Linked DNA regions of Drosophila melanogaster: all the other regions are linked to region 1. The links are chromatin contacts, called in public Hi-C and HiChIP or PLAC-seq maps. All regions are on one chromosome and are shown on one strand. Each heading gives the region's core, a stretch centred on a gene start, on an enhancer-like site or on the middle of the called end of the contact. The rest is flanking DNA. Distances are from core to core; before and after follow the strand shown. Region 1 holds the start of lncRNA:CR33963 (long non-coding RNA:CR33963). Region 2 holds the start of bif (bifocal). Region 3 holds the start of GstT4 (Glutathione S transferase T4). Region 4 holds the start of Prx2 (Peroxiredoxin 2).

Region 1 (4,846 bases), core at 1,147-3,646:
ACGCACACATGCACCACACACATACATACGTATGTATATACAAACAGTAAATGATCACGAGTGGTGTTATTGCTGTTGTTGCTGCTGCTTTTAATGATGCTGCTGCGATGACGCCAATTGTAACAAATAAATACGAAGAGAAGGGACAAAAAGAGAAGGTGCACAGCGTAAGGGAGCGGATCGAGAGGGAGAAAGAGCGGGTGGGAGAGAGTGATATGCAAGGATGCCCCGCCCCCTTCTCCAATACACTTATCACAAATCCTTATCAGAGAATTATTTAGTCCACTTTATAGTCTGTCGCTTATTTTCATTTTTCACCACCATCACACACACACACTCTCTATTTGTTGCTGTTTTTTGTGAGTTGACAAACCGAAAGTATAATTATGAATCAGCTTTATAATGGGGAATAACAAACAACAAATACAAGTGTAACAAAACGGAAATATAACGAAGTGAAAAATGGAAAACAAGTTATCGAAATTAAGCAAACGATGCACATATTGCCTTTAACAATGCGACACAAATGCGGCGCAAAATGCAACTGCCGAAATGAATAAACCAAAAAAAAACATGTGGTTTAGGCATGTTTTAAGTTGACTGGAAAATATTTTAAGTTTTCTTTTCACTCAATCTATATGGAGCTTCTCTAATTTTGCTTACCAAGTGCTTGACTTTTTTTTTTAGTGAATTAGCAATTTGAGTTTTACTAAATTTCTTGGAAGCCCAAATACCAAGACAAAAATGCATATGCGCACATCTGCATGCAATATAAAAACAACATAAGAGACCTATTGAATTAGTTTTGTAAATTAGTCATGGCATATTTATTCAATTTCATTCATAACTCTGGGTAAAACCACATCTTGAAAAATAACACTTTAAACAATACCGAATTTTGAGAAAAAAAAAACACAAGAACAAGAATATAATGACCGAACAGTTAAAAACGGAGGAAAACGTAGTTTTTGAGAATTTTGGGAAACTTACCGTTACGTATTTGGATATATCGCCACGCTCGAAGTAGTGCGAATCATCCTGCTCTCTTGATTTCTGCAGAATATCAGCAGACATTTTGTTGATTGGTTTTGAACAGATTGTTAACTTGATTTAGCCGTTGTTGTTTATTTGTTGTATTTTCCACTGGACAAGACAGAAAAAATGTGCGAATTTTTTCGTTTTGTTTTTCTTTTCTATATATCTTTATTTCGTTGCTTTTTCTTTTGTGTTTGATTTGTATTTGCTTTGCACTTGAATATTGAGTTATGTATGTTGTTGTTATTCGTTCCGCGAATATTGCATTGCAACAATAAAAAAAAATCAGCTAAAAGAGTGAAGAGAGCGTTTGATTAGCGACGAATAATGGAAGTGAGAGAGCGATGCACGAGGGCAGAAGAGAGAAGGGCAAAGAGCAAGGGAACAAAAATTTCACGTGCTTGTCGTTCGTATGCGTATGCGTATGGGAGTGTGTTCGTAAGGATATTTTCCAGGCACATGTGCAAAGGAAAGAAGAACCAAAGGCTGATATTCTTCGCTTTGCTTTGTCCCTTTTTTGATATACACATGTGTGTGTTTGTTAAACAGCCGATGTCTGTTTTATTTACGTGTGTGCGTTGTTTGCTTTGCTTTTATCGTCTTCGTTCGCGTTCTCGAAAAGCGAAAAGATAAGCTTGCGCTTCGTCCCTTCCTTTCCGTCCTTCCTTTCCTCCTTCTCTCACTCTATCTCCCTATGTGTGCCTAAGTGTTGCGTGTGTGTGTGCGATCTCTAGTGGTGGTCGTATATCACTTGCGTCTGTGTGTTTGTAATTCTTATATTATTGCTGCGACAGCGAACTCAAAATCATCAAAAAAAAAAACATAACACAAAAATCAAATAAAAGGGCAGCAATTTCTGTCGTTTATGATTTTTCCCTGTTGCTTCGCATGCTCCTTGTGCGCGCGGTTCTTCTTGTTCCCAAAGTCCTTGGGATTGCACACATGCGCGCATGTAAATTAATCGAATGCTTGCTTATGCTTATTTGAACATGATTCAAGAAATTCTCGTTGCGCCTTTTATATTCATTTACTCTTACTTTACACCTTTTAAAAACAACGACAACAGTGGACCATTTCTTACTTTACTATACAGTTAACTGTTGTATATTGATGAACAACCAATTCGAATTTTTCCGGCACTTGCAAAAAAAAATAAACCACGAAAAGGATGAAAGGGAATGTAAGTTGACCACTCGATTTGGATCGCACAAACACCACAAGATACACGAGAAACAAGCACACAATTTTAATTTGGCTATCGAATCGCTTATTACTTTGAATACGGGCGCAGAGGTCCTGTCGCTCTTCGCTCGTTCGCAAAAAAACACAACAAAATAGACGCAGCACGTCCGTCAGACAACCAGCCAGATCGGAATCGAACCTTACACTCGCACAAAAATGTCGAATCGCCGTTTTTTCGATTCGGTTGCCCGGCAGTGTGACCAGCCGCGAGTCAGCCGAAAAATGCCCACGTCATATATGCTTTTTGGTGAACGGCATTTGGCCTCCCGTTAGGCGCTCTTTTGTCAGAGCGTTTGAGTCTAAGATATGTAAATGGTTATTCTGTAGTCGGTTAGTTTTTACCTAGCTAAAAGAAAAAATGCTTCAAACTTGAAATGAAAGTTTTTTCATATAATACCTTTAAATCAAGTAGCATAGTCGATAGTAAATCAAGTAACATTAATCGAGCCAACTCGCTTGCTAGTGGTGCCACCTGTGCAAACTCGACTGGTAGAGGTGCCACCTGTACCTACTCGCTTGCCAGTGGTGCCACTGGATTGCCTTTAAATTTTCGAAGTTATTGGCAGCGCTGTCCCAATTTCTACTATTTTTAAAACATTATTGAAGCGCATAATTGCACTAGTTAGGCAACTTTAAGTTGTTAAAGATATATTTCCAGTCACTTCAGCTCCACGGGTGGCAAAGTCAAACTATGTGGCAGCCATCTAAATCGCAGTATCAAAACAAGCGCCATAGTTTAAATTTCATTTGTATTTTTCCCCATGTTAGCTTTTTAGGAATGTAATGATAAAATAATGACAATGTTCTCAGGAGTTATCCTGCAATAAGTTATTTATAAATGTAAAATTATAAATAGCAAATGTTTTAAGATCTCTTGTCAAACTAAAGAGACGAATTGATAAATGTTGCGCTTCGTTTTTGCTCTTTTACTATTCAATCAGAACTTTAAATGTTCTTATCAGCAATTGCACTGCAATTGGTGTTTTCCAATCAGCGCCTTCTGCTTGCAAACGGGGTGCTGATTGGAATGGGTCAGTAGTGCAGTGGACATCCCATAAAGTTAATAAATAATAAAAAGCACATTCTCACACACAGACGGACCGCGTACGTGTCATTGGTCAACAATGACGAATAAACAAAGAAATTAAGAGGGTCTAATAAATAAATGTATTTCACAGTCGGGTTGCAAAAGACGTCAGCTGCTAAATTCGTTTTGGATCTTAAGAAAGACCACCTGAAAGTGAAAAAACATTACGAATCGATTTTTGGAGGCATTATGGAAAATACTTTAAAGAAAGATGATTAACGCTGCGCCCCCCTGTACCATCCATTACAGTATCGCAGATAACCATTCCATTAAATATAAACGTAATTTAAAATATTGACAACTTTCTCTACAAAGATTCTACGTTTTTTTTCTCATCTCTTCAGAATATTTTGCTAACTACCAGCTATGCAATCTACTAGATGATATCAATAGTAGCAGTACAAATTTAAATAAACAAACCATAAACCATAAACCATAAACCATAAACCAATGTGACAATGAAATGTTTTTATGTCACGTTCAAGTTTTCATAACTAAAATGCATTATTAATGACTGAACGCAAGATCTGAAAAACACAGGCATTTTTTTGTGATTAATTTAAATATATAAAAGCATCTTTAATTTCAACTAAATTTTAATTTCAGCTGAAACGAATACAACTTTAGATACAAAGCACTTATGGGGGAAATTAAATGTTGGGGCTCAAATAAAACGTATGCATATATATATATATATGAATATACAATTTTTATGTAAATTTAATATAGTATAATAAAAAAACTAATTACATGCTACAATTTTAAAAAAGATTATTAACCAATAGAGCTAATCGCTAATAAACAATGACGTATATTACAACAATAAATATATTTGAATGCACTTCTTTCCCTTTCGTATGCCCCCATCTCTATCTAATGCAGATGTGAACAGCGCCGAGTCGAAATTTAATTTCAACATATTTATTGATGTAATTCAAAAAATTAAATATAAGTTATATTTATAATTATTACGGCGTACTATGCAAAATTACTTTGCAGTTTTGCGGTCTGTTTTCTTCTTTTTCTTTCTTCATTATAATTATTATTTGCTTGTTTTACTCTTGTTGCTGCTTTTATTTTATATTTTCCCCCATCTCAGTTGGCTTTGCTTGGTTGTTTCTCCTCCGCATCCTCCACTATATTTTTTTTGTTTGCTTTTCTCGGTGTGTTTTATTAATTTTTTTTTATTGTTTATTCTTATTTGTTTGTTGTTTTTTTGTGTTGTTGTTTGCTTGTTGCTGTTTTGTTTCTTATTTATTCCATTTTAATTAGTTATTGAGTTTTGTTTCGCTCGATTCATAATTAAGCATTGGATTCGATTTGACGTGAATCAAATGGGTATATGCATACATATATGGTGTTGTGTTTATTCGCTTACATATATACATATACATATATATATAGGTTTAGTTTCCTCAGCATTACTTCATTTTGTTCCTCCAACTCTACCAATATTATTTCTTGTAATTTATTAGGCTAAGT
Region 2 (4,846 bases), core at 1,475-3,974, 980 kb after region 1:
GAAAGCAAATACAAATGTTATAAAGACAGAACATTAAAACATAACTTGGTTTTTTTTATCTTATTCGTCCGCAATCTGACAACTCTGTGAGCTATCGATAAGCGAATATCGTATCGATAAGCGAATATGTAAGGCGGCTAATTTAAAAGTATACTGGTATTGGAAATCGTAAAAGTTGGCAAAATGAATTAAAAACACTTGTTACCATTACTCATGGCTGGTTAACGCCAACTGAGCAATTGCAGATTGTGTAAGTCACAATTAGTCTTTCGCATTTTTCCAGTCAATATATTTCACCCTGATTACTATTTGCTACGGCAGTTTTTAAATATTTTAAAAACCTTTCCGAAGTCTATAGTTCGTTGAATTTATTTTAAGTACCGAACGGTATCATTTAAAAGGGATAAGTATGGAGCTCAAAAGTAAGTGCAATTATTTCGTTTGTCAAGAATGCAAGAAATAGCGATTAGAAATACGAATACTTGCACCTAACATGCCTTGACAGAAATGCTTGGCTTGAAAATACCTTTAATTTGCGTGTCAGGTGAAAGTATTCCAGTTTGTCCAACCACCACTCACCTGCAATTGCACCTGGAGCTGCGTTGGCTTCTGCCAAAGCCCCACAACTGCCATCGGTGGGCGAGGTGATGGACGCCGCCTGGGTGCGGGCCACGTTCGTTTTCCGGCGCTGGATGAGGTCCTTCTTCCACTGCGGCATGTCCGGCAGGAAACCGGAAGTGGGCGACATCTCAGCTGCAGCTCCCAGGCCAGATCCTCCAGCTGCTAATCCTGCTGGCACATCCGTGTGTAAGTCCAACGAAGGCCGCTTCTGTGACTCCATTATCCCCGTCTGCAATAGGCATTATTCGCAGCATTAATGCATGTCAGCCGTGTCCGCGGTGTCTGTATCGCAGTAGTATCCCCTATATAGTGTGGCACACTATCCAGCTCTACATCTCGACCCAAAGACCAAGTCTGGCGGACTGACTGGCCCGAAGCTGGTGCCAATTGCAAGTGCCCGGTGCCCAAGCTCCTCTACGAAGCAAAGAGGCGGGCATAGCCGACCCAAAAGATTGGCCAACCATGCAAATTATATCCAATTCAAGAAACTATCTCAAGATTCTCAGTTTACTCGACCAGTTTTCGAGATGAACCAATAAGTGAGGGTATAAATATATTCTAATAGACAAAAGTACTGTTTTTTCAATATATGTATATTACATGAGAAGGGGAGTAAATACTTTAATATACATTTAACAAAAAATAAGCTACGATAAACACAAGCTGAAAATGAAATATTTGTCATTGCAGCAATTATTTTCTGCTTATGTAGAAATTTTAATAACAAAGTCTAGATAAAAAATTGAATCATTTTTATAAAATCGCAGCCTGTAGAAATCTAAGTTAATAAATAATAATAATAGTTATGACTGTAAAACTCGCAGCTGTTAGCAGAAATTCTATTTCAACAAGTGTATGGTTCTATAATATATTTATAATTTAACATTTATCTTGGAAAATAAATAAGATGAATATCTTTTGAGTAGATAAAAGGTGATTTCGAATTCGTGGTGGCGATGGCATTTAGAGTTTTATTTTTCTTAATTGGATTAACTGCTGTTTTTACAGCCCGACAGCAAAACAAAACGTAAAACAAAGGTAAGAAGCGAAGAAACCCCAATATTTTTCCAGCATAAATATGCTAAACTGCCATAATGAGCGGAAAATGCGATAAAACCGAATATAGAGAGGAAAATAACGGAAAAGAAAAGCGGGGAAACTGAAACCAAACGATTCTTTTTATTGTTTGGCTAAAATTGATTGCATGGCTAGATTATTGCTGTTGGAATTGGAATTGTTTCTGTTTTTGCAGCTTTGCCTTTTGCATGCCGCGATAAAAAGTATTATTTTTAATTTCCCGTATCAGGCGTATGCATGTGTCTGTGTGTGTGTGTGTGTATGCATCACACGACTCCGCCGGAGAGAGTGTGAGTGTGTGCAAGGGTGGCTGAAAAGGGGAGAGCGATAAAAAGGGGCTGCAAAATGCAGACGAAGCATAAAATAAACAACCGACGACGCGCTATCGATTTTTACGGCATGCTGGAAGCACCAGCACACTGATACACACAGTTTGCAGAATAGGGAAATAAACTGGAAGTTATGCTATGCCAAATTGAGTTTTTTCAACAAAAATTCCTCGCAGAGAAACGCGAAACGAACTAGTGGAAGACTAAAGAGCCGGGTTTTGTTTATTTACACAGGAACAATACAATCGCACGCAGCCAAAGACACACATACGTATACCACATACACATGCATATATCCCGACGCACTGTTCCGTTAGTTTAGTTGGGGTTTTTGTTTTTCTCGGGCTTTCGCTGAAACCTTAGCTTGAAATCCTTACTTTTAAGATGCTGACTATTTTTTATAATCGGTGGTTGGTTTTGCTTCCAATTTTCCGATCCCGAGTTCCGTTTATCATCCGCTCCGCTGCGCCTGTTTACCCCGCTTTTACACTTTTCCGTTTCGCTGTAGCTCAACGAACTCGTCGCTCTCCTTGCTCCGCGCACTTGTCAAGCTTTCCCGACTGCAACTGCACTCGAACTCGGGGCGTGGGTGCACTCGCTGCGCCTTAAAAGTGCATCTTTCGCAGCCGAATCAGCGGAAAAATCTGCATTAAGTTAAGCCGCGTTTCCAATACACAAATACTGCTTATCGATTGTTGGCGCTATCGAGCGGAGCATCGATAGGCATCAGCGGAGTTGCCAGGTAGGACGATTATATTAATGAGTTGGAAAACTATTCGTACTTGATAATCTTCTACAAATTGAATCGTCGATCGTCGGTGCCGTCGACAATCTGGTATTGATATTTGCTGGTGCGGCTTTTTTTCACGAATTTTATTTTGCAGGAAACATAACAGCAAATATTATTTAAAACATTGTAATTTTATAAGGTAAATTATTCAGGCCTAAATACAGAAAAATAAATTAATTTAATAAAACATTTAAATCTAAAAAATTAATAAAGAATATGTTTAAAATCACATCGCAAAATGTAATATTTTTGTATTTTAGTCAGCACTTACCGTTATTATTGGCAGTAGTAACTGTGTGGCAGCACCGCACCGTGGCAAGTCGATAGTTTTTTGTATATTGTTGGTCTGTATAAACAAATAATATTAAAGTCATAATAAAAGAAGTGCTGGTAAAGACTTAATAACTCTATGTTCCTTAAAAATTTTTAAATATATCTCACAATGAGCATTAACTGGATAAAGATCACGGAAAGGTATGTAATATCAATGTTCTTATAGAGATTAATTTCTTGCATTTATATCTTAGAGCCCGTGAGGGCATCAAAATCATCAATGCCTTGCCCTACGAGACCTTTACGACGGTTCTGTTCTACACCCACCGGCAGATGAGTCCCAGCGTAGCATCGGCGAGTGCCACCAGTAGTACAGTGGGCACCAGTGTGACGACCACCGGCCGGGTGGACAGCAGCACCGAGGAGAACCCCACAAGTAACACCGAACCGGAGTACACACTCGAGGAACTGGAGCGATTGGTGGGCGTACCGCGTCAGGACTTCCTGCTGCTGATCAAGACCTTCTCCTACATCCTGCGTCGCATCTCCACGTTTATCATCAAGCCAAGTTTGCTGCAGCGTGAGCTGCGCGAGAAACTCCAGCTGGAGGATGAGGCCAAGATCGATGCCATATTGCGTTTGTGGGTGCGCGAAACGACGCCCATTATGAACAATTTGGCCAGCAAGCGGTACGAATCAAATGTCATCGAAGATGTGGCCTGGAAGCTCAACATGGAGATCTCCTCGCATTGCCAGCAGCGGGAGAAGACCCCGCTGGCCGTGCTCCAAATGAAAACGGCCGTCGGCGAGGATATCAACATCGAAATGACACAACCGGAACTAATGGAACTGTACAATCAGTTCGAGAGCATCCAGGGCGAACTGGACGCCATGCTGGCCATGAAGACTACAGGAGCAACGGCGCCTGGCAATCAGTAGTGGGACGCCATCGACCAATTCCAGTGCCAATTTTATTGTTGATTCACACAAAACTCTGTGCAAAAAGATGGACCTAAAAGTATGCAATACTAACACGATCGTAGCCAAATGTTAAACACGTTTTTTTTTGTTTAATTCAGTAGGGTTTTTCCTATGTTCTGGCTAATTTTCCGAACGTAGCCAAATTTTTACTAGAGTAAGAGTTCGGCTTTGATTTATAAAACGTTGCAATGATTAGGATCTTCCAAACAGGACTAGTTTTTAAGTTTTAGAACTTACCCTCTGCAAAATAATAAATCCTTTAATAAATTTAGATAAAACAATGTGTGGCACATTTTACAGTACACTTTAATGGATCTCTGCATGCGTTTTACTCGTCTGCTCCACCTCGGATCATAATTCTACTGATAAACATTACAAATTATTACAATGATATATATTTAATATATGTCTATATTGTATATGCATATGTTATTCATCGGCCTTAGTATGCGTGTGTGTGTGTATAATGGAGTCGTATATTATGTATGCATTATACAGACTTTCTAGTTTCATCTTCTCAAACTTTTGCATAATTATGCATATGTATTTATTGTTATTACGGGAGGGCGGGGATTTTGGGTTGCTTCGTATTCAAATTAGGGGCTTCGTTGTATTTTTCACTAATCTAGAAGCAAAACGATTTCTATTGCACTCTTTCACAGTTCGGTTAATCATTTCAACTAAGTTTGGACAAAATACAAATGTATGCAAATTATTTGGACTACAATTTTCATTAAAATGTATTGCTATTGTTACATTTAGTTGTCGTGTGTGT
Region 3 (4,846 bases), core at 1,275-3,774, 750 kb before region 1:
AGGGATCGCAATAGAAAGGGCAGCCGGAAGCTCGTGAGGGTCATTATCGCAGTTGCATTGTGACAGTCAATTAATCTATATGGCCAGGAGCTAATTAAAAGAGCTGCTCTTATCTCTGGTAGCTTATTACCCATCGTTATTCATAAACTATAATCTTTGTAAATTCCAATATCAGCGTATATAGTATAATATTCTCTTCGTTTCATATTCCCATCGAGCAACTAACCCGTCTAACCTGCTCCGATCTCTAGGGACTCTAGTATCTTGTATCTGAGCCCATGGAGTGCAGTCAAAATCGTTACGGTTACTTTTAGAAAGGTATACAACCTGCATACCCATAACCTTATATGACCTCTGGGAACTCAGCTTGAAGACCACAGATTGCTTGGCAAATCGGTAGGCCCACTCGTAGATAACAATCTGAAGGGCATACCGAATTGGGTTGGAAAATATCATTGTTTATGATGTTAATAGCCCAATCGAGAGCTCTATTCGATTTCCACTTGATCCGAATTGCAGTGAAGCTCGTAAACTCCCCGCCAGATTAGATTCCTTGCGTCATGCTCGGACCGGCATAAAAAACCGGGTGAGCCGAGCACCAGTGCTAGTGAAGCTAGTGCAGCTAGCTCCACTCTATGAATGTGTGTGCATGTGTGCTGAAACTACTGAAAGTGCTTGCCCCCGCCTCGGAGTCTTTAACCTCCACAAGGTTGTCTTGTTGCCTCCACTCGCGTGCAGCGACGACTCTGATTTCTAAGCGAACTAACTGGCTCACCGGAGTGCAAAGTCCAAGTGCCAGCACCAACCAATATATTGTACATATATAGAAAAAGAAAAGAAAAAACAAAAACAAAAAAGGCAGGCCTGTCTGGGAATCGAACATTGTATCGAGGAGTTGGGGGAGCTCTCCTTGGGATTAGCATAGTAGTTGATATCCCAGTATATACCTATTTATGTGGCTATCAACTTACGCGATGCCAAAGCGTTGACGTCAACGCGAGACGACATTATCCACATATCGCAATTATATATGCAGCCGTTAATGTGGCCGCTGATTGCATCCTCGCATCAATTCTGCACTTTATGGCATTTCCGCCAACCTTGACCAAGTGGAGAACGACCAAGACGAGGTGTGAAGACCCTCCTTACCTTAGCTCCATTCCTAAATTGATACCATATGCGAATCATCGAAAAGTGCTAAGCGCACGCGCAGCTTGGCAAATAGTAAAACCACATCCAACAAATGATGAAGGAAAACAAAACTCAAGCGAATGGTAATGGAAATAACAAAGTGGCTAACAAAACGCTGGATCTCATCGAAAATTTGATAAGTGTCCCAGTTTGGCGAGCAGGTGATAAAACCAGCGCAAAGATCGGTTTCTAAATTCTCGTGCGGAGTAAACACGAGCAAAGTGCACTGCGAATTTAAGGTACAGTACTGAATCTATACTATTGAATCAAGAATAATATATAGTATGTACATATATTGTATATTTTTGAAACCCATATTTGAGTTTGTAGTTTGTTTGCCCTGCGATAAAAGCGTGAATAGAAGGCAATTAGCCGGTTTTCTTTTTTTTTTTTGGATGCCCCCAAAGGCTAAGATTATCTGTAAACACGTTCAAAGTGCGACTGCTCAATAATGCTCGAACACTTCTGCAAAAAAAAAAAATATAATTATTTTGCACACACTTTCTAAGGAATCCTCACGTTCGTTTCGGGATTCCTTTTAATCTTATCTATCATTTGCTAAGAAATTATTTTTGAGAACAATCACGTTTGCATTGAACTCATATGTACATATGTATGTACAATACATATGTTCGTCTAATCTCGCCATGTTCCACAGTTCCTCAATTGTTTTCGAATGGAGTGACACTATTTCAAAAACGACGTCTGCCCGCTTTCGCCTTGGAAACTTTTCGTTTGGATTGTGGAATTTTTAACGAGCGGAAAATTTATTTGGAAACTCACTCGCCGACTCGAAAAATATCGAAAACAAAGGGCAGCATAAATGCATAGGAATGTGTTCGTCGGTCGGTCGGTTGGTCGGTTGGTCGGTTGGTCGGTTGGTTCGACCTTTGGGCCCTTATAGATGTGGCTGGTCTTATAGATGTGGCTGTGTGTGCCACCGCTCACGTACTCCCTGCCCACCACCACTCCCTTCTTAACAGCGAGTACTACTCACCTTTGAGCATCGATATGGGTATGGCCTCGAAGGGGATCTTGGAGGCCTCCAGGAGGATGTAGAGCGCCCGGCTCGATTGGTTCAGGAAATCGAAGTAGAACTTGAGTGGCTGCGACATCTCGTTGATATATACTAATATATATATATTCCAACTATATACAGTGTGCTCTCTCCAAGTGACTAGAGTGGGTGCGAAAAAAAAAGTTGTGTAGGCACTTCAATGCACTGCAGTACAATCCAAAATTCGAAATTCCAGATCGGGGGATTCAAATCGAAACTGAGATCAGATCGCTTTGGAACCGTATCGCTGGACTTTTGCTGCTAGACTGAGCTCCGCAGCGCCGTCGCTGCGACATTTTAAACGCAATGCCGCTGCGTCGACGCCGACTGCGCAGCAAACTGGTGGGTGGGGTGAGGTGGTGTGTGGTGTATGGTGTATGGTGTATGGCGTTTGGTGTACGGTGTGTGGTGTGTGTGAAGTATTAGGGGAGGGGTGAACGGGGCGCATTCATTAAATGCGCCGCAAAAACAAGCCAGCGGAGCAGCGTTGCGATCACAACAAGATGCTAACAAAAAAAAAAAAAAAAAAGAGAAAAAAACAAAGCGAACACAAAAACAAAAACAGAGACAAAAAAGACCGGCTTCTTGTGCATATGTACATTGTATATGGTGCCCCCACTGCTGCTCCTCTGCTCCGCCTCTGCTGACACTGGCGCTACCCTTTCGCTGAGATCGAGACATTGCGACTGCATGCCCCTTTGAAAAGAGGGTGTGGCCCACAGCGAAAAGAGAGCGGGATATGCAAAACTTACCTATCGTAACTCGGGTATTACCAATCGGATGGTGGTGAAAATTGGTACCAGGTTTTATTACTCATTTTCTTGGCCGTATACCAAAATTCATACTAAAACTTACATAAATGCGATAGTTACAAGCAGCTTATATTTTAACCATAAAGTCATATAGAGTCCATATAGCTTCCCTTGCCGCTATTAAACTCGATGCATTTACTCAGGGCTTAACGAACACTTGGCTTAAATCCATGTGTTAGGGCTTTCCCAATTTTCGATAGGGTATTTCAAGTGTGCCTAGCTGTTCGATTTTATCGCTGTTTGTTTTGCTTTTAGTATTTTGTTGCTGCTGCGGCTTTTCTTGTTTTTGTTTTGCTGGTTTCTTTTTGACTCGGTATTCGGCTCTTTCGCCTTTGTACTGGACTAGCTTTGATATATTCGTGCGTTATCTGGCGACGATTTCCAATCAGAAAATGCTTAGTATTAATAAGTGTTTTGAGGATCCCAGCGATCCCAAGCCCCACAGCACCCCACTAAACGAATCTACGATGTGCGGTGTTATCTTGTTTACCAAAAACGGGGCCAATAACAGAAAATACCAACAAGAACAAGAAACACAACTATACCTTCCATATCGGTCAGCGAATTGTTTTTGTTCAACTGTTGAGCTGATAAAACTGGGCCGAAGTGCCAGCCAAAGTGCCTTGTCTTCGGATGTATCTGTATCTCTAAGATGCATTCGCTGTCACAAGTGTACGCTGTCCGTACAAGGTGGCACAACAGTTGGCACAAAGATACTTGCCACGATAATGGCTCAATAGAGTGCACTACACTTCACTTTTGATCAGCTGTTCATTTCGTGCATTTTCAGAAATTTCGCTATGATTATCCTATAAAAAATAGTTAATTTCTATTGCTAATTATTTAACTTACTAACTTAAAAAGTTGGAAACATTTAATTTTTTATATTTATTTTTGAAAGACGACCTTGGCAGCTGAAAATTATGGCATCGAATTCGTCAGAGGTTCATATGAATCGCGGAGGAGAGCAAACCGCGCTGAACGGGTCACGCCTTCACATTAAAGGCTTTTCTTAGTACCTCGCCAAGGATCGATTTGCTCAATGTATTCACGTTCTGGTCCTTGGAGGCCACGTGGCCGCTGGGCAGTGGAGCCCCGCTCTTATGAGTTTTCTCTACCTGTATTGATTGAAAATATTTTACTTTCACGTCGAAATCAAAAATAGTGACTATTCAAAGAATATGCAACTGTTGTGGGTTAAAGCGCGAAAATGAATTTTTATTAAATTGGAATAGCCGAATATATCAACTTCAGGGTTGCCAATTGCTCCTTATGAAATTCGATTGGAGAATCGACAAAGGAAATCAAATAAGGTAATCAAGGATGCCATTAAATTTAACTCGCACTAGCATTCGCATGACGACGACAGTTTGATAGGGGATTCCAAGAGCAAACTTTTATCCGAACGAAGCAAAACTTAGAGCTTGTGTATAAAACGAAAAAAGTTGCAGTTCGACGTGCCAGATACATATATATATATATATATATCTGGATTAGGATGCGTAAGATGCAAGTTCTAGTTCAGACGAGCGACGGCAAGAAGACGGTTTACGATGTGGATCGCTTCGGAACGGTGGCCAACCTGAAGGCACGGATCGGGCGAGCCATGTCCGTGCCCATGGGCTTCAGTCGGCTGTCCTACAAGGGTCGCGAGCTGTCCAATCAGAGCATACTGGAGGATGTGGGCCATAAGTCCATTCTGGATCTCACCTGGAAGCCGGTCGTCCTGACGCCCAAGCAATTGCGCGAAAAGAAGATTGGCAAGTTTAGCAAGTTCGGCTATGGC
Region 4 (4,846 bases), core at 1,582-4,081, 670 kb before region 1:
GGAACTGGTTCTGGTGAAAGAGATTCGATCCGATACGCCGAAGACACCTCGTTGGATGCGACGCGAACTACACGTAATAGTTGAAACGCTGCGATCACAAAAGGGGGTTCAAATCAGGCAGATCGTATATATTTATATACATATATATCTGGGTATACCGGTAGAGTCAAGACCCGTTTAATATGCGAGACATCCACGTCGACTAGAGGACTCTCGCTTGCGCTTAACATTGAAATGGATGGGTGGTGATGGTGGCAAAACGGGAATTGTGCACTCGGTTACTGTGTCACCAATCCAACAGCTGTTGTCTGCACTGCAATAAAATGCCACATCAAAGTAACAAAGTTACAGAATATGTGGAACAACTAATAGGTAACTACAAGTACATGTTAACAGATTATTAACCGGGTTTAATTAGACATCACATGTAGATTTGTATACTGTGCACAAGTCACTCGTCATTTCTTTCAGCGAAGCATTCCTGGCATTCTGATTCAGTCTATTTGCAATTTCGCAATTGCCAGTCGCAGACGGTGATAAGTCGCCCGCTGCTATTTCTTTCCATTTTTTTTTCTTTTGTGGAAATGTTTCCCCGGATGATAAGACCAGAGGTTTGAGGCGAAAGTCCGCCCGCCACCCCCTGATAAAGACCCACGTGCTCCGTACAATCGTTTATTGTGGTGAATTACAAAAAAAAAAAAGCACACAAAATATACGTAAAAAATAATCACTTTCCGCTTAGCGTCTGCAGGTGTTTATCATCTTATTTTTGGGTGGCGCTGTTGCAGGGAAAGATGCCTCACAGTTTCTTCTTCTTCTACGCTCTAGGGTTAATGTGTAGGATATATAATGTAGTATATGTATTGGTTTTAGTTGAACGGGGGGTTTGCGATTCGAATCCACTCCCACTCGCCAGGAGCGGCCCCGTTCAGCGAACAGATAGCCTCTTTAGGAGGTGGTCTCGAAGTACTCCTTGGACTTGGTGGGATCGGCCACCATGGTCTTCTGGCCGGGCTTCCAGTTGGCGGGGCAGACCTCGCCGTACTTGTCGGTGTACTGGAAGGCCTGGACGAGACGCAGGGTCTCCTCCACACTGCGACCTACGGGCAGATCGTTGACGGTGATCTGGCGCAAGTTCTGCTTGTCATCGATGATGAACAGGCCGCGGAAGGGGATGCCAGTCTCCTCATCGAGCACTCCATAGTCGCGGGCCACCTTCATCGACTTGTCAGCCAGCAGTGGAATGTCCATGCTGCCCAGACCACCCTGCTTCCTTGGCGTGTTGATCCAGGCCAAGTGGGTGAACTGGCTGTCCGTGGAGCAACCGATCACCTCGCAATTGATCTTGCGGAACTCGGCGGCGCTCTCCGAGAACGCAATGATCTCGGTGGGGCACACGAAGGTGAAGTCCAGCGGGTAGAAGAAAAGCACCAGGTATTTGCCCTTGTAGTCGCTCAACTTGATGTCCTTGAAAACACCGTTGACGACGGCGGTGCCGGCGAATGCGGGAGCGGGCTTCTGTAGCTGGGGCATCTGTTCAATGAATGGATGGCGAATTAGAGACATGTTTCTTCAAACTAGCGAATAATTAACAACAAAGTGCTCTGAACTTAGTCGCCTTCTTTTGAGAACTTCAATTGTAAATCCCTCATATGGTCCCCTTGAAATCTCGCTGTGACTGATACTTCCTCTTTCGACCGATACGCATCTTATCTTATCTATCAAGATTTTTTGGGCCCCACAAAAAACAAAAATTTCATCACTCTAACCTCGGATTATTACAAGATAACCGTTGTTTAAAAAAATTGCATTTATAGAGGCTAGTGAAATCATGGAAATTAATATGAATAGATACTGTTAAAGTATTATGATGGGAAATCAATATTATGCTAGGCCCTTAGAATGAAAATTGGAAATATTTACGAAATTCTTGAAATTTCTCATATGCAATATACCTATTTTGTAGTAAACTTACTATTTTATAACCTTTAATCTTGCCTATGTAACTTCCAATTGGTTTTCAATTGTAAAGTAGTTAACTTGATGCTAATTCCATACTAAAAGTCTCTATAAATCGGAGTTCTAATGGCGGCAATTACTAACGATTAAGGGCAATTACCCTTGACTTCCAGATATTTCGCCACAAACTGGAAAGATCAAAGAGGAGAGTAGAAAAGCTGAACTCTACAAAATGGCCGCCGAGCGAAGCGAAATGGAAGAAACCCGGAATAATAAATTAGCCAAATTTTTCGACTGCTCCCATTTATGCGATTGAATTTATTGAACTGTCGGCACGTTCGCGTATTTCATGTAATGGATGCGAATTAATTACAAATCACAAACTTATTTCTGAATTGGCAAATATTTTCCTCTAGTTTTGATTTCATTTTTGTGCCCTTTTTTTCGCCGGCTCTTCGCGTGTACGTGTGTGTGTAAGTGTGTGCGACGGACGTGCCAATAAAGTGGAAAAAAAAGAACGAAATGTGAAGAAAAAAACTATGCTCTCGGTGCAAAAAGTTGTGAAATAATCTCGAATCTGCCGACCGAACATGAACATCATTATCTTTTGCTCATCGAAAAAGAACAACAACAGCAACAACAGCGATGCTAATTTCTAATCTTACGCTCCGCAATTTCTCGCCGACTTTGCCCAGAATGAGCGACCTGTTCATCGCCCAAGGAACACTCACTTTAAACAGTTATATTTTTTCTCTTAGTAATTCTCGGTAATTGCTTGACTTCCGCGTGGGCTTCCTCTTGTTCGTTCTCTCGCAGCTTCAGCTTTCGCACAAACAAACCTTTCGGCACGAGTTGAAATTCGCGAATGGATTGAAATTAAGCGAATGCTGGTCGACCAGGGCTGCCGCAACACGGATACCGCTTGCGATAGGCAGCGCCGATTAACGCTGCTCATCGATATTTTTTAGCAAGTGCTTAAAGCGCCATCTATCAACTATTGGCGTGCTTTTCAAAAGTGGATTCTACATTTTAAATGGTAAGTTTTAATATTCAAGTTTTAAGATAGTAGCGCTTAATAACTTTTGATAGACTTGGAAACAAGTACTACTACTAATAATAAATAATGTGTAATAATATGTACTGAGCAGTACTTTTAGTATAATTCGGGCACACCAGCTTAACGGTCACACTGGTCGTCATTTTGCCGCCAAAATGAAAAAACCGCGCTTTTTTTTAATTCTTCCATTATAAATAATGTAGTTAAAGAACTGATTCCTGTTTATAATAACCATTTCTATTCCACTTTGGCGCAAATAATATTTTCTATGTATTATGCTATTCTGTGGTCCACAAATCTCCACAAATAAATTGAAACAAGTACTTTCGTTTTTTCGTTTTGTTTTAACTGAATTTAATAGTGCACAATTAGTAGTATTTAGTAGGTAGTCGCATAACCATTATATTAAAAACTTAGTCTAAGCTCTTGTTGCGTGTTGGGTGTGTTCATTTCTTAGTTACTTTTCGTATCGTTACGATCGACAGTTGCAACTGCCTTGTGGGTATTATCTCCAGCCATTCGGGTATCTCTAGGATTCGCCAAACGTGAATTTTTTTGTTTTTTTTTTTGTTTTGGATAAATAAATTACACTACAGCAGCAGCAGCAGCACATATAGGCCAGGCTATATATCTTCTATATATGTATATGTACGCGTATATCGTATATATTAAAAAATATGTGTATGCATATTGTGATTTCAGTCTTTGATTTTAAACTTAAGGGGTTAAATGTACGCAAACTGTTAGAAAAAAACAAAAAAAAAATGTATAACTAAGCCTAGGAATTGGGGATTAATCGATTCGGAAATTGGAAATGTCTTTGTCTCCGGGGCCCAGCCCCAAACCTCCGTGTGGAAATGTATGGATTTCCCATTAGGGTTTGCTCTCTTCACCCGTCTGCTCCGCTTGATCTCCTCCAGAACCAGAAACGGGTGACTGAATGGCCTCCGCCTGCGCTTGCGCATGCGCCTCCGCCTCCATGGATGCCTGCAGCTCCACAAAGATATCAATGAGATTGTTGATACCGATGAGATAGCCATCTTCGTGGTTGCCCACCTTCCAGGCGGAGTAGTGATCGATCCGCAGCTGCGGCGGCAGCTCCACCGTCTTGGCGAAATCAATTAGCCATATGCTGGCGTGGGTCTGATCGTGGACGAAGAGCAGGGAGCTGCCGATAACCTCGTGGGTCTGGAAGAATTCCGAGACCGCAAGGGTGGCCCTTATGGCTCGCAAACGCTGTATGTAGCGGGGCTGTATGCAAAAAAAAAAAAAGAAAAGAAAATAAAATAAAAAGAAAAGAAAAAGTAATGACAAGCGCAGGGAATCCCCAAGTTAATGGCATTCAACTGGGCATGCTTGGCTAATTTGAATACCCACCAAAATATGTGGGTGACCGCTGAGGAACTCGAGAAAGGCCAACTTGATTTGTTCGCGTGACTTCGTCGTTTTGAAATCTTTGGAACTGGTGCCATCGCTCTTCTTGATGCCCTGCGAATGATGTTTAGACGATTAAATTAATGGCTTTCCATTAACTTTTCTGAATGAATAATTAATGTTTACATTTGACTTTAAGGATAAATGTGTAGCCTGGCACTTTGCACACGCTTCTCATTCACATAGTCGTATGTTAATTTAGTGGTTTCGTTTTTTTGGGTTGGCTATTCAAGTTTAAATGGAATAGATTCAATTCAAATTCAAGCCCACCTCGATGCGGAATCCCAGCGTGGCCGTGCTGGAGATGGTCTCACGCCAGACCATGTAACGTGGCTTGGTCACCGCCTTGGCTGCGTGCTCCTCGGCGGTGGGAGCGTGGCTGTCGATTTGGATCAT

The links. Hi-C and Micro-C count contacts between places; a contact is called where the count stands out from the background. HiChIP or PLAC-seq counts read pairs in DNA pulled down with a chosen protein or histone mark.
Region 2: a contact with region 1 is called in a Psq HiChIP or PLAC-seq map of the Kc167 cell line, with 7 times the contacts expected there. The contact joins the promoter of bif here to the promoter of lncRNA:CR33963 in region 1. A contact is called at or near these places in 4 of 107 Hi-C or Micro-C datasets (the D17-c3 cell line, the Kc167 cell line, eye imaginal disc and 1 more) and 2 of 6 datasets of contacts at active chromatin or transcription factors (both in the Kc167 cell line).
Region 3: a Hi-C map of the Kc167 cell line shows a contact between it and region 1, with 2.7 times the contacts expected there. The contact joins the promoter of GstT4 here to the promoter of lncRNA:CR33963 in region 1. A contact is called at or near these places in 1 of 1 datasets of contacts at CTCF or cohesin (the Kc167 cell line), 10 of 107 Hi-C or Micro-C datasets (the Kc167 cell line, the S2 cell line, embryo and 2 more) and 1 of 6 datasets of contacts at active chromatin or transcription factors (the Kc167 cell line).
Region 4: a Hi-C map of the Kc167 cell line shows a contact between it and region 1, with 2.5 times the contacts expected there. The contact joins the promoter of Prx2 here to the promoter of lncRNA:CR33963 in region 1. A contact is called at or near these places in 3 of 107 Hi-C or Micro-C datasets (the Kc167 cell line, the ML-DmBG3-c2 cell line and the OSC cell line) and 2 of 6 datasets of contacts at active chromatin or transcription factors (both in the Kc167 cell line).

Annotation. Positions count from the first base shown.
Region 1 is chrX:12,657,012-12,661,857 of dm6, reverse strand. lncRNA:CR33963 (long non-coding RNA:CR33963) reads right to left here and starts at 2,396. Exons shown (of 1, transcript NR_002692.1): 1 at 1,226-2,396. It overlaps Tis11 (Tis11 zinc finger protein), which reads right to left and starts at 2,443. Exons shown (of 4, transcript NM_001272561.2): 1 at 2,310-2,443; 2 at 991-1,324. The coding sequence starts at 1,074. It overlaps CkIalpha (Casein kinase Ialpha), which reads right to left. Exons shown (of 4, transcript NM_078585.6): 4 at 4,024-4,846.
Region 2 is chrX:11,676,848-11,681,693 of dm6, reverse strand. It overlaps bif (bifocal), which reads right to left and starts at 2,724. Exons shown (of 6, transcript NM_167295.3): 1 at 2,405-2,724; 2 at 580-850. The coding sequence starts at 841. Vlet (Valette) reads left to right here and starts at 3,105. Exons shown (of 1, transcript NM_167294.2): 1 at 3,105-4,350. The coding sequence starts at 3,424. The coding sequence ends at 4,029. Ptp10D (Protein tyrosine phosphatase 10D) reads right to left here. Exons shown (of 13, transcript NM_206691.3): 13 at 4,356-4,846.
Region 3 is chrX:13,402,427-13,407,272 of dm6, reverse strand. GstT4 (Glutathione S transferase T4) reads right to left here and starts at 2,524. Exons shown (of 4, transcript NM_132658.2): 1 at 2,189-2,524. The coding sequence starts at 2,306. It overlaps CG12725, which reads left to right and starts at 4,410. Exons shown (of 1, transcript NM_132657.2): 1 at 4,410-4,846. The coding sequence starts at 4,559.
Region 4 is chrX:13,327,809-13,332,654 of dm6, reverse strand. Prx2 (Peroxiredoxin 2) reads right to left here and starts at 2,831. Exons shown (of 2, transcript NM_167359.2): 1 at 2,691-2,831; 2 at 661-1,533. The coding sequence starts at 1,533. The coding sequence ends at 949. IP3K2 (Inositol 1,4,5-triphosphate kinase 2) reads right to left here. Exons shown (of 6, transcript NM_001298272.1): 4 at 4,721-4,846; 5 at 4,394-4,504; 6 at 3,352-4,267. The coding sequence ends at 3,890. lncRNA:CR32636 (long non-coding RNA:CR32636) reads right to left here and starts at 281. Exons shown (of 1, transcript NR_133522.1): 1 at 1-281.